Regions from separate parts of the Mus musculus genome. Here region 1 is linked to region 2. The links are chromatin contacts, called in public ChIA-PET maps. All regions are on one chromosome and are shown on one strand. Each heading gives the region's core, a stretch centred on a gene start, on an enhancer-like site or on the middle of the called end of the contact. The rest is flanking DNA. Distances are from core to core; before and after follow the strand shown.

The links. ChIA-PET counts read pairs in DNA pulled down with a chosen protein or histone mark.
Region 1: a contact with region 2 is called in an RNA polymerase II ChIA-PET map of effector CD8 T cells, with 7 read pairs. The contact joins two enhancer-like sites. A contact is called at or near these places in 5 of 115 datasets of contacts at active chromatin or transcription factors (T-cell acute lymphoblastic leukemia, bone marrow-derived macrophages, effector CD8 T cells and 2 more) and 1 of 9 other capture datasets (adipose tissue).

What each region holds. Positions count from the first base shown.
Region 1 is chr1:139,033,993-139,040,367 of GRCm38.p6, reverse strand. Dennd1b (DENN/MADD domain containing 1B) reads right to left here. Exons shown (of 22, transcript NM_001166501.1): 4 at 319-368. Among named protein-coding and RNA genes, the nearest start is that of 4930596I21Rik, 60 kb to the right of the region's middle. Within about 2 kb of position 3,852, at least 48 of the 459 cell types and tissues checked have an H3K27ac peak or open chromatin away from gene starts, as enhancers often do. A contact at or near this core is called in effector CD8 T cells, where this site is marked.
Region 2 is chr1:138,817,912-138,824,066 of GRCm38.p6, reverse strand. No RefSeq gene overlaps it. Among named protein-coding and RNA genes, the nearest start is that of Lhx9, 21 kb to the left of the region's middle. Within about 2 kb of position 1,651, at least 47 of the 459 cell types and tissues checked have an H3K27ac peak or open chromatin away from gene starts, as enhancers often do. A contact at or near this core is called in effector CD8 T cells, where this site is marked.

The DNA.
Region 1 (6,375 bases), core at 2,603-5,102, 210 kb before region 2:
GATCATAATCAAAGACCAATGACATACTTTTCTCTGCTAGTACTTACACTCTATACCTGAAATATAAGGAGAAGAAACATAACCTGTGGTCAGGTTATTTTAAGAACACCTATCTGGCCATGGTGGAGAAGCAAAGGACAGAATAACCTGAAAGGCGATTTTACTGTCAGCATTATCTAATTCGGAACCTCACACCTGCCATATTTGCATACAAGAAAAACAAAGATATGTGCCAGTTTCTTAAAATGTATATTTAATCATTTTGAAATGTGTGCTAGCAAAGAATAGCTTTATCTTAACCAGTAACTTGTACTATACCTTTCCACATCGAAGGGAAAACAGAACTTGGGCACGCTCTGCAGAACTTCCTAAAAATGCAAATTCAAAATAAAGAGGGTGCTTTAGAATGTTTTTTAAACATGCAGTTAAAACTTTTTGAGATATTTTCAAGGGGTGGGTGAAGTATTTTTAAGACAAAAGCACAGGTTCTCAGACTGAAATAATTGATTATTAAAAAGGAATTAAGTGTGTGCTTTGGCAGATTGCACTGACAATGCCCGGAAGCCCCAGGAGGGAAAGGCCTGGCCTGAAGGGTATTAACACCCTTTGCATCCCCGCTGGGATCCCCTTCAACAAGGCCATATGGGTCTCACAAGGAGCACTGCACCATATGGGCAAGCTGTGTCTGCTGCAACTAGTACCACAGGCTAGCCACAGGGACTTTTCACAGATTCTGGCTCAGAAATATAAATGTTGTTTCAATTAAAATGCAGGCAGAGAAAAGGGAATGGAGTTGGCAGCAGAATGAATGACTAAGAGGCCTGACAACTCTGTACGTCCCACAACACAAGGGTTAAAAATATTCAAAGATCGTATAGATTCTAAAATACACATTTATATCTTAAAACACTTGTTAGTAAATTTATTTCAAATAGCCCTCTTAAATGTGTAACTTAATACAAGTATCTATTATAATATAGCTAAATATTAAGTATTTAAATAGAAAAATCCATGTTTTATTAAAACACTAATCTCATTAAGATTTAGAGATAATATTTATTAAAAATTACAACAAAATGCAAATAACAGATAATTGGAAAGATAACGGAAGATGTATTTTGATGTATCTAAGCAGCACATTAAAGTTTGACTCTGAATCTAAAGTTCCACCTACAATTAATTACAGACATCACACAAACTAAAGGCAGAGATTTTATAAAGGAGCAGAACCTGAAGACAATTCCTATTAAGAAGCAAAGGAGCAAATATCTTAGCAAATCTGTCACTTCTACAACTGCCTTTTCCCAATAAAGCTAACACCCAGTAAACTGAGACAGAACCAAACACATACACCTCTGCAATCACAGTCTTGAGTACTTCCCATCGACTTTCTTAACCTGAAGCAGTGTGTGTGTGTGTGTGTGTGTGTGTGTGTGTGTGTGTGTGTGTGTGTGTGCAATTATTAGTTAAAAATAAAATAGTGTAGGAATACCTAGGAAAGCTTCAAGAGAGCTCACGCACAGACCAGTAAGAAGAGAAAACAAGCCTTCAGCCTCAGGGCAAGTACACAGGCTTGCTATGAATGTGTGCCATTAAAAGTTGGAGCACAGGCCCATGTTTAGAAAAAGTCATTTTACTCTTGATAATATTTTGCTAAATATAATTAAAGAAGTCACTAGACATGAAATAAATTACTAAAAAACAGTTTATTACAAACGAAGACAGTTGTTTTTATTTGACTGTTGCTTCATCATTATCTTGTGTCTCATAATGTAAAGTCATTTACCATATTTACTACACCTATAAATAATGGTCAGATAAAGTCCTACAAAATTAAGCACATAATTCGGAAACAATAAAAAAACACTCAAAGTCAATATCTGCCTCTAAATATATGTATATTAGCCGCATATTTCACATCAATTTTAATGCTCAAATTAAAGAGGACGCCTCCCCTCAGCCTTAGTCTTCCACAAAGGCCCCTCTTTCCATAACAGCCACAGCTCGCTTCCCAACTGGCAGGAACGTCCCTCAGGGGACAAGTCTTTAAGCCTCCTCACTCTTTAAAATTCAACCAGCCAGCAGGTCTATAGAGGAGTGTATAAACAGTATAGAAAAAAATCCTCCTCTCAGCTCTGCCAGTGACAGAGCAGCTATGCTGCTGACAGTATAAGCAGGGGACACCCAGATCAATGGCTGAAGTCCTGCCACTCCTAAGACTGGATTTCTTCTTAATTACAGGTGCAATATAAACTAGAGTTATGGGGGGGGGGGGGTGAAGAGAGGGAGATGGGTTCCGATTCAGCTTGTGCTCCTTGAGTCATTTTAATCATAGTGATAACTGAAAATGATATTTCTACATATATTAGAAATAACTGAGGTTTTATATTCTCATTCTCTGTTACACACACACATACACACACACACACACACACACACACACACACACACACACTCACATAGAGTTACTTCTAGATATGTATTCATAGGTTTGCCATACTACTCACCATAAACACGAAATACATTTCCTGTGCTACTGAAAATTTTTATTTCTACAGAAATTTTATTAACCAAGAAAAAGTTTAGTTTCAGAATATTTTTAATAAAAATATATTATTCTCACATAAAGATAATTGCTAACATATGTCAAAGATAAAAACAAAAATAACCCAAAGAATGAACTAGAATACGAAATTATCCAGAGGAAAGTACCACGGGCAATAATGGATATTCTGTACAAGTTCCAAAATAAGACAGCTAGCTATCATATTAGTGATTGGAAATAATTCATGGAAACTTCTTTACTGAGTATGTAGCTCACTTGTAGCTTTGTAAAGAAGCCACTGCTGTGAAAGAGAAAACACCCTGTTAGATGGACAGTCTGCTCACCAGGGAAGCTGCCCTGCAGAGTCTAAGCTCAAACAGCAGCTAAGAAACTACTGTTTCTTAAATATTCTAAAGTCCACGACGAAGCCCTAGATCTGCTTTGGACAGGCTGTAAGGTGAAAGTCACCATTTCTGTAACCTACTTCCACTTCCCCACCACTTCCTCAGGAACAAACGGTAGTGCTCTCTGAAGTTCCGTACTCCCCTTTTTCCTGTTCTGCATAACAAATCTGATCTACACAAATGACTTCATACAGCTTAGGCATTTTTATGAAGTCTACAATTATTCATATATTCTTTCACACATCACTTTCTTAATAGTCCAACCTCTCACATTTATACTCTTTAAGGTTGAAATTGTCTGAGTTACAGCCCTTGAAATAGACAGTGATAGAATCCTCTCTAAACATACCCAAACCAATAGTGTGGCATCATTTAGACCCCTCCTCTCTCCCGTACATAACCAATCATTCACCAAAACCACTAAGTCAATGCCTGCTCCCCATAGTTAACCTCCAAACCGCCACTTCTGAGACTTCATTCAGCTAGGACAGAAACACCCACAACTGGGTAGGCTGCAGGTTGGAGTGCCTGGGTCCCCTCTTCTGGGGGTCAGAATGCCCAATCCTGAAGGCTTCCTGTGGAAATCACTGCTCCTCCGATTAAAACTGTAATTGATCCTAGAACACTGTTCAACAGGGTACATAACAGCAAACAGCTGAACACACAGAGCAGAGAGACAAGGCAGGTTATCTAGGCACTGTTTAACTCAACAGCACCCTCCAGGAACCAGGAATCTTCTCTCCTGGTTTACTCTACTAAGCACACTGGCTTTGGTCCTTTCCATGTGCTTGTAGAATGAGCCATGAGCTTTCAGTACATCTCACAAGGACACAGCAGCAGTGTCCAGCATCCAGAGGAAAAAACTTCTCTACACTCACTTTTCTAGAGCTTACTAGACCAACAACCCCTTCCTGAACTAACCATGGAAGGAAGTGGTTACCTACCAGCCTTGCCACAGACATGCATGGAAGCACCAGAATTCAGTCTCACTAGCTTTCAAATGATCGTCACACAGGAAATTTCAGTAAACTTATGTTTGTAAGGCTCTGCACAATAACAGTATCAAATAATAAATTTGCATTAAAGTTCTTAATATAAACATAAATACTATTATATGAGGATATTTCTCAATATCCATAATTGTAATTTATGGAAAAAAATGTCCAAAATCACTTTTACAACAAAATAAGTTCTATTTGGCAATTTTAATTCAAAGTTTTCAAAAAAGGGCATGGTTTTCTAAAGATAATATTTGAATATAATTTCAAGTAAATATGTAGTAATAACAATCATTCTATCTAACTGTACTTTATAAGAGGGGTCTATAAACTCTACAACAACAATAAAATAACCTACAGCTCAGCCACAGAACTTTGAGTAAGAGAACTGAGCTAGAGACCCACAATGAGCACTGAGATGTGACAGGGCATCTGAGGAAAGTGCCAGGGAGACTGCCAGACACATTCCACACCCCATCTTCTAAGGGAAGACAGGCACACAACATGTGGTGACTGAATCAGGGACACACCTTATTGCCAGAGAGGGTATAGAAAATGACAGTGAGCTGGTTTAAATATCATATCCTTTAAGAAATGTTTTAAACTCAGAGTCTATTGAAAACTTGAGAGACTAGGGGCAAAAACAGACTAAGCCTGATCAGATATTGTTTTGTGTTTTTAGTTAGAAATAAAACTCATCTTTACCCATCCTTAAGTGACAGATCTGTGTGTTTTTATATTAATATAGTTTAGATTATTAGCCTAATTGACTTCGCAATAAATCATCATTATGAGACTTCAGTACGTCCATGAGGCAGATGCAGTCAGTGAGGAGATGTGTGGAATGTATTGAGAAGAGACATGCTGGTAAGATTGTGTCAACTTGACACAAACTCAGGACAACTGGAAAAGGGAACCAGAACTGAGAAAATGCCTCTATAAGCTTGGCCTGTAGACAAGTCTGTGGGATGTTTTCTCCATTAACGACTGAGAAGGGAAGAATCAGTCCACTGTTCATAGTGCCACCCAGGGGCAGGGAGGTGGATCTGGGCTAAATAAGGCAAGCGAGGGAGCCGATGAGCAGCACTCCTGAGTGGTTCCTGTTTCGATGCACCTCCAGGTTGCTGCTGCTGTCCTGATGTACCTTTATGAAGGACTGCATGCTATAAGATAAAATAAAGCCATTCCTCCCCAAATTACAATGGAAAGCAAACTAGAACAGATTGTGTGTGTGTGTGTGTGTGTGTGTGTGTGTGTGTGTGTGTGTGTGAGTGTCTGTGTGTGTGTGTGTGTGTGTGTGTATGTCTGTGTGTGTGTGTGTGTGTCATAGACAGTGACATCTCTGCAGTCTCCTGTCACTTCAGATTGATCTAATTCACAACCCAAAGCGTGCTTACACACAAAAGAAGATGAGTGCTGTACCTGGCAACAGAAGGCATAATTCTATACCTCCCATGCATTTAATTAGAGAAGCTTTTAAAAAGTATGAAAATATGTTAATGATGAAAAAACAAAGAAAAGTATGAAAATATATATAAAACAAATAAGGATCTAGAGTTTTTAGTCAAAAATTCCATCAGATAATACCTTTAATGTTTGAAGTTTATAATTTTTAATTTTTCATACAAGTGTATACTGTTTATCTTGAATTTATAGCACTCCATTCTGACCACCCTCATTTTATCCCCTCCCCCTCCTGATAGTCCCCTTTGTTCTCCAGCAGTTTCATTTTTAATCAATGTATACATATATTATATACATCTATATAAAACCTAGGAACCACAAATGAGAAAAAAACATGCAAATATCTTTCTGAGATAGGCTTTATTCACAAAATTGACCTTGAATCTAATCTATGAGCCTGAATTACACATACCTATATTCATCTGAATGGCTGACAAAGAAGTTCACTGTGTATCTATACAATGTTTTCTTTATCTAGTCCTCTGCTGATACATACCTAGGCTGGTTCTATAACTTAGCTATTGTGAATATTGCTGTAGTAAATACTGACACACATTGTCTCTGCAGTATGTGACCTTAGAGTCCTCTGGATAAATACTTACATAGTGGATTTATTTTCACACTTTTAAAAAGCCTCCATACTGACTTCCATAGTGACCACCAACATTACATTCCCACAAACACAGTAAAAAGGCTTCCCTTTTGTCCACACCCCCACACTCTCAACAACGTATGTTGTCATTTGCTTCCTTACTGAATACCGTACTGACTGGGGTGAAATGGAATTTCAAAGGAGTTTTGAATTGCAGTGAAGATGAACATTTTCACGAGCCCACTGAATCTTTCTGTGAACTCCACTTATTTCATTAGCTGTTATTGACTGAGTTGTCCTCTTGCTGATTAGTTGTTTCCTATATATTCTGATGTTAATTTTCCTTCAGATGTACAGCTTATAAGTATATTT
Region 2 (6,155 bases), core at 402-2,901:
TGTTTAGAATTCAATGAGTTCATGATTAAATGGAAACATTATTAAATTTATTGACTTGCTTATTCACTAAGGCATGGTAAATGTGCATACTATGCAAGAGAGCTGGACCCTGAGGCCAACAAAGAAGCAGTTCACACATATGCAGCTCTCCTAGTGTGAATCCCTATCACACAATGGATTATTAGCCACTTAAAATGAACAATGATAGGGTTTTTTTCTTGACTATTTTATACTGGAATATATCACCAACCAAACTCTTACTATGGATCTTACTTTTTTTTTTAAAAAAAAAAAACAACTTTCTTGGGCTGGTGAGATGGCTCAGTGGGTAAGAGCACCCGACTGCTCTTCCGAAGGTCCGGAGTTCAAATCCCAGCAACCACATGGTGGCTCACACCTATCCATAAGGAGATCTGACTCCCTCTTCTGGAGTGTCTGAAGCTACAGTGTACTTACATATAATAAATAAATAAATCTAAAAAAAACAACAACTTTCTTGACTCTCTACAAATTTCACATCATGCACCCCACTCCAGCTTATCTCCCTGTCCCTTCATATCTGCCCTTCATTCACCATTACAGCCTCTCCCCACAAAGGAAAATAAAATAATATACAATAAAAACAAATCTTGTGGAAGCTGTAGTGTGTCACAGTGTGCTACACAGTAACAGTATACTCTATGCTTCACACATCTTTATTTGCAAATGCATTGATCTATTTCCAGGCCTCTGGCTTCTGCTACACTATTGGACCCTCACTGGGACTCCTCTCAGACATCTTGTTGTTACCCTGTGTCATGGAGATTCTGCAGCTTTGGATCTGTAGGACTGGCCCTTTCATGAACTCCAGCAGATGGTGGTAGATGTAGGGGTGGGCCAACTCAAAGCCCTAGATCTGGGCCTGGAAGTAGCTACAGGGTGAGCTCTCCAGCACTGGCCCAGCTGGCCCACCCAATGCTGCAGCTGGCAAAGGGGCAGGGTTAGCTCTCCTGCTCTCATGGTTGGCCAGTTCTACAGTGCCGCCCAGGTGCAGTGACCATTCACCAGTGCTGCAACTGGTGAGGGGTGGGGCCAGTCCTTTCACTTTTCATGAGCTTGGGGCCAGCTCACCTGGCTGCTCTGCAGGTAGCAGGAAGGGTATCTCTCTCTTGCCCACATCAACTCAGGGCAGACAGACAAGGGGCGGGGTCAGCTCTCCTGATCGTGGTGGTTGATGAGTGCTTGTCCAGACCACGGATATCTCTATGTTCTTTTGGTGGTAACACAGGTCTGGGACATCAACACAGACTCCAGCTATCATAGGATCATGAACCCAGACATGGCTCCCAGCAGCATGGCCTGGGTGTCCCCATGGTCTCTGATGGCAGTACAGGCCACTCAGATCAGCATGTCCCCGGACAACAGCACAGCCCTCAGATATCCACAGGGCAGCCCAGACCATGGACAAATGGCTTGGCTTTTGGTGGTAACTCAGACCACAGGCATCAGCAGAAGCCCAGCTGGACATAGACGTGGGCCTTGATGGCAGCACAGACCACAGACACCACTGTGGTCTCAGGTTGTGCAGGCCCCGCATTTCAGCCTGTTCCTCACTGGCGCTGAATCTCCAGTTCCACCTTTCAGCATAGTGTACAAACCACTTGGTTTCACTTTCTCTTCCATATCTCCACTGTATGTGTACTTCATTTTCCCCATCTCTCCATCATACATTTGTTCTCTGTAGTGATACCTGCAGAGGGTGCTTAAATGTCTTTCTTCAGGCCAACCCAGCCAGCATGGAGTCAGTGTGGTTGGACTGGATTTGACTTTATTTATTTATTTATTTATTTATTTATTTCTCAGATATGGATAAACTCAGAGAATCATTCTCTTTGCTAGAAGGCGCCTTACTAGATTGGTTCAAATTTCTTCCTCCCTCCCTCCCTCCCTCCCTCCCTCCCTCCCTCCCTCCCATCCTTCTTTTCCTCCCTCTCTCCTTTCCTCCCTGACCTTTTTCTTTCTTTCTGAGACAAGGTCTCAGGTATCCCAGGCTGGCCTCTAAATTGAAATATAGTTGAGGATTGCCTTGATCCTTCTACCTTTGCTCCCAGGGTGCTGGAATTACAGGCTTACATCCCTGTTGCAGGTTTTATTTATGTAGCACTGAAGATTAACCCAGGGTTTGCCCATGCTATGCAACCACACACCAATGGAGCTGCAGCTCTGCTCCATCTCTTTTTTCTTGAAAGAGAAATTACAAAGACAGATGTGTGTTGTTTCTAGTTTACATGCCATTATAATCTGTTTTGTTTTGTGCCAGGCATTGAACCCAGGTCCTCAGGTACATTAGCCAAGGGCTACTGTACTGTGTACTGCTGAACCACAAGTCTAGGCTTAGTAAGAGTTTTCTTTGGGGAAACCAGAAGGAACTTTTGTTGCCAAAAGTTTTTGTTTAGTCCCTCCAGATAGTCTTCTTTCATTGTTAGTGAAGCAATATGGCTAATACACGAACCTCCTCTTCGTTGCTCTAAAGTGTTGCTGAAGATTGAATTCCATTTGGAGAGATTACGATTAATACATCATAGAATTTTCCACCACCTTTAGTTGATGTGTTAACATCAATTACCACCATTTCCTCTTAAATTCTTTGCTTTCTGCTTTGAGTTTCTTTTCCTATTGCACTACGAAAAGTACCTTCTTGAAACCTTTCCTCTTTCACAGCATCTTCCCTATCTTTATTTACATCATCTCGGGAGCCAGATCTCTTTACCCCCAGGACTCGCTTCTCTTGAGAAGTTCTTTCCCAAAGGCTTTGTACCTGCTATTTCCCCCTGCAGCTCTGCTGACTCAGAGCCAGCCCACCAGTCACAGCTAGGAGCATCCCTGAAAACCACATTCTTTCCTAAAGGTTCAACTTTTCAGTAATGACTCCAAATATATTTCTTGGGACATTTCCATCTCTGCTATTGCTGGAAGGGCAGCGGAGGTGAAATTCAACTCCTGTTTTCTCTTCAGAAAATGTCTGGGCTTTTTCATTTCCGTGAACAGCATTTCTGAAGACAAGCATTTCTCCATAACATTCTCCTTTTCTCCCATTCTTTTAAAAAACCATTTCTTGTCACCCACTTACCAGATCTTATTGACTTTTGATCTTTGACCTAGGTCACATTCTACCTGTGTTTGTCCATTCCTCTTTGTAGGGAGCAACCAGAGTCTTGAACAGCTGCATATTGTTTGATATCAGCAGTCATATCATAAGCCTTGGCCCTATGAGAGTGACAAACCCTTCTCAAGGTGAGACTCAGAAGGATGATGGGAAGGCTGTCATTGGGCCTGAGTGGGAACGTTGACTTTGTGTGCAGACAATGATCTCCACAGCTTTCTCCCTCTGGATGTTTGCAGCCTGAAGCCTGCTCCCCTTTGGAGACTACTCCTACCTAGATTAGCTAAACCTGCTTCCTGCTGTACACAATGACAGCTGTATATAATAACACCACCTCCCTGTTCCTCTGTATGGATGTCCTCGCCTCCTTGTTCAGCTGTGTGTAAAAACCATGCCTCCTTCCCTGCTCAACTGTGTAAACACACTGGGATTCTGGGATGCTGTTGCTACTCCATCAGAGAAGTCCTCGGCCACCTAATTCTTCTAGCTTTTCTCTGTGTCCATGTGCTTTTCATCTGTTTATGCCCTCAATGTCCAAGTTAGACGGATTCCTGGAGCCACGCAGGGTGCACCCCTCTCACCCTCTTACTACTCTCTGGGGCTGAGCTTTCTCCTGGTTACAGGAAGGCATTCTTGTTATGAAGCTGTATGGTTTATTCAGATACCATGCTGCTCCAGATTCCTGTTTTCTGACTTATCCTGAAAGCACAACCATTAGCTAGAGACTTCTAATTGGTAATATTTACATATTAGTGGTGGTTGGATACCTTCTTTCATGATGTAGTAGTATGTAATCCAGGAGATTGTGAGCCTTTCTACAGCACAGGATCATCTCTTTCTGTTATTTGGAAGATCAGGAAAGCTTTCTGAACCTCAGCAAAACCAAAATTGCATAAGCCAATAGACAGTGAACGATTACGTCATGTCACAACAAAGGTGAATACACAATACAATAACATACAAGGGCAGCTTGAATTATAAAGTTAAAGCCCAGTGCTTCAGGGAAGTTTGGGGCCACAGACGGACCTCGTAGGAGGGGCCCCAGGTGTTGAGGTTGCCTCTGTGAAGAAGGTGGAGAACGAGTAGTGGAGGGCCAGGGTATCTCTGCTTCCATCCCTCTGTGGCCGACTCCATGAAAAGGAGTTGTGAACTGTGTATAGACAGACCTGGGTTCGAGTCCTGCCTCTCCCACTGAGGTTCTTTCTGGTGCAAGCCCCTACCTGCCCACCGCACTCACACTGTGTTCTCTTGGGTCCGATCCTTACTCAGGAGTGGAAAAGCTGGACCATATGTAGTTCTAATCTTATTTTTTTTAATTCCATATTTCTCCATAAAAAGCTGTCCTGATTTGCATGTCTACCAATAATGTATAAGAATTCATTTTTATCCAAATACTGGCCAACAGTTGTCATTTATTTATTTTTGGTAATAGTCATTCTAACTGAGTTAAGATGGTCTCAGGATAGAGTTTTAATTTGTGTTTCCGAGATAGCTAATGATACTGGTTATTTAAATATATTTATTAGCCATTTTGAGACGTGTCTATTCAAATTATTTTCCAATTTTTAATTGGATTCTTTTTTCTTTTTTCTTTTTGGTAAGTGTTGAGTTCTGTGTATAGTCTGGATATGAACTGACTCCTCACCTCTTTTTCTTTTTGGTAAACTTTACACAAACCATGTTCATCTGATACGAGGGAATCTAATTTAAGAAACACTCTAGCTGCATATGTAGCAGAGGATGTCCTAGTTGGACATCAATGGGAGGAGAGGCCCTTGGTCCTGCAAAGGTTCTATGCCCCAGTGTAGGGGAAGGCCAGTGCAAGGAAGCAGGTGTAGGTGGGTTGGTGAGCAGGGGGAGAGGGTAGAGGGTAGGGGATTTCAGAGGGGAAACCAGGAAAGGGGATGACATTTGAAATGTAAATAAAGAAAATATCTAATAATAATAAAAAAATGCCTTCATAAGATTGGCCCATATGCGTTCTTGTGGGACATTTCTTTGATTAATAACTGATGTGCAAGGGCCCAGCCCACTATGTGCAGGTGGCCCTGGGATATATAAGCAAGCAAGCTGTGCTGGGCAAGTAGCACATGCATTTAACCCCAGTGCTCGGGAGGCAGACGCTGGAGGATCTCTGTGAGTTTGAGACCAGCATGGTCTACATAGAAGGATAACTGGGGCTGCATAGTGAGACCCTGTCTCAAACACACACACACACACACACACACACACACACACACACACACACAGTCACAGTCACACACTCACACTCAAGCACAAAGCAAACTAATCAAGTCAGAAGGCTGCTTTTCTCCATGGTCCCTGTTTTAGTTCTGTCCCTTGGTTTCTGTCTTGAGTTCTTGCTTGACTTCCCACCATAATGGACTGCAATCTAGACAGGTAAGCCAAAGTAATCACCTTTGTCACCATGTTGATTTTGAGCATGGTGTTTATCACTGTAATAGAAACCTAAAGTATGATGTAAACTCTCTGTCAGAGTTGGCGAGTGCGTTCTGCGTTCGGTAGGGTGCCTGCTCACTGTGGACCTTCACCTTGTAGCAGCTTTGTGGGAAGATATCCCTCACTCAGCAATACTCAACTCACTTTGGTTTACTGTGCCTCAGTGTCTTCAATCTCGTTCATTAACATGAAAGATTTTTCATCCTGGAATTTCTTTCCCTCCTCAGTTAAACCTGTTTTCAGGTATGTGTAAATTTTAGGTGGTTGTAAATTTTTTTGTTAACTGTTGTTGAGATTCATTTCAAGATTTCTTTGTAAATTTGTTATTGTTTAGAGAAGCCAGGATTTCTGTACGTTTATTTTGTATCATTCCCGAATTTCTCAGTTCTAATGTTCTTTTGGTTCAGTGTTTAGTAATTTCTGTTAGAAGAGCGTCGCTAGCAAATCATGGTAGTTTCTCTCTTCCCATTTGAACGCCTGCCTCTTCCTTTCCTTCATCAGGTGCTGTAGTAAAAACATTGACTATTACATTAGGCATTTAAAAGTTTGGTAT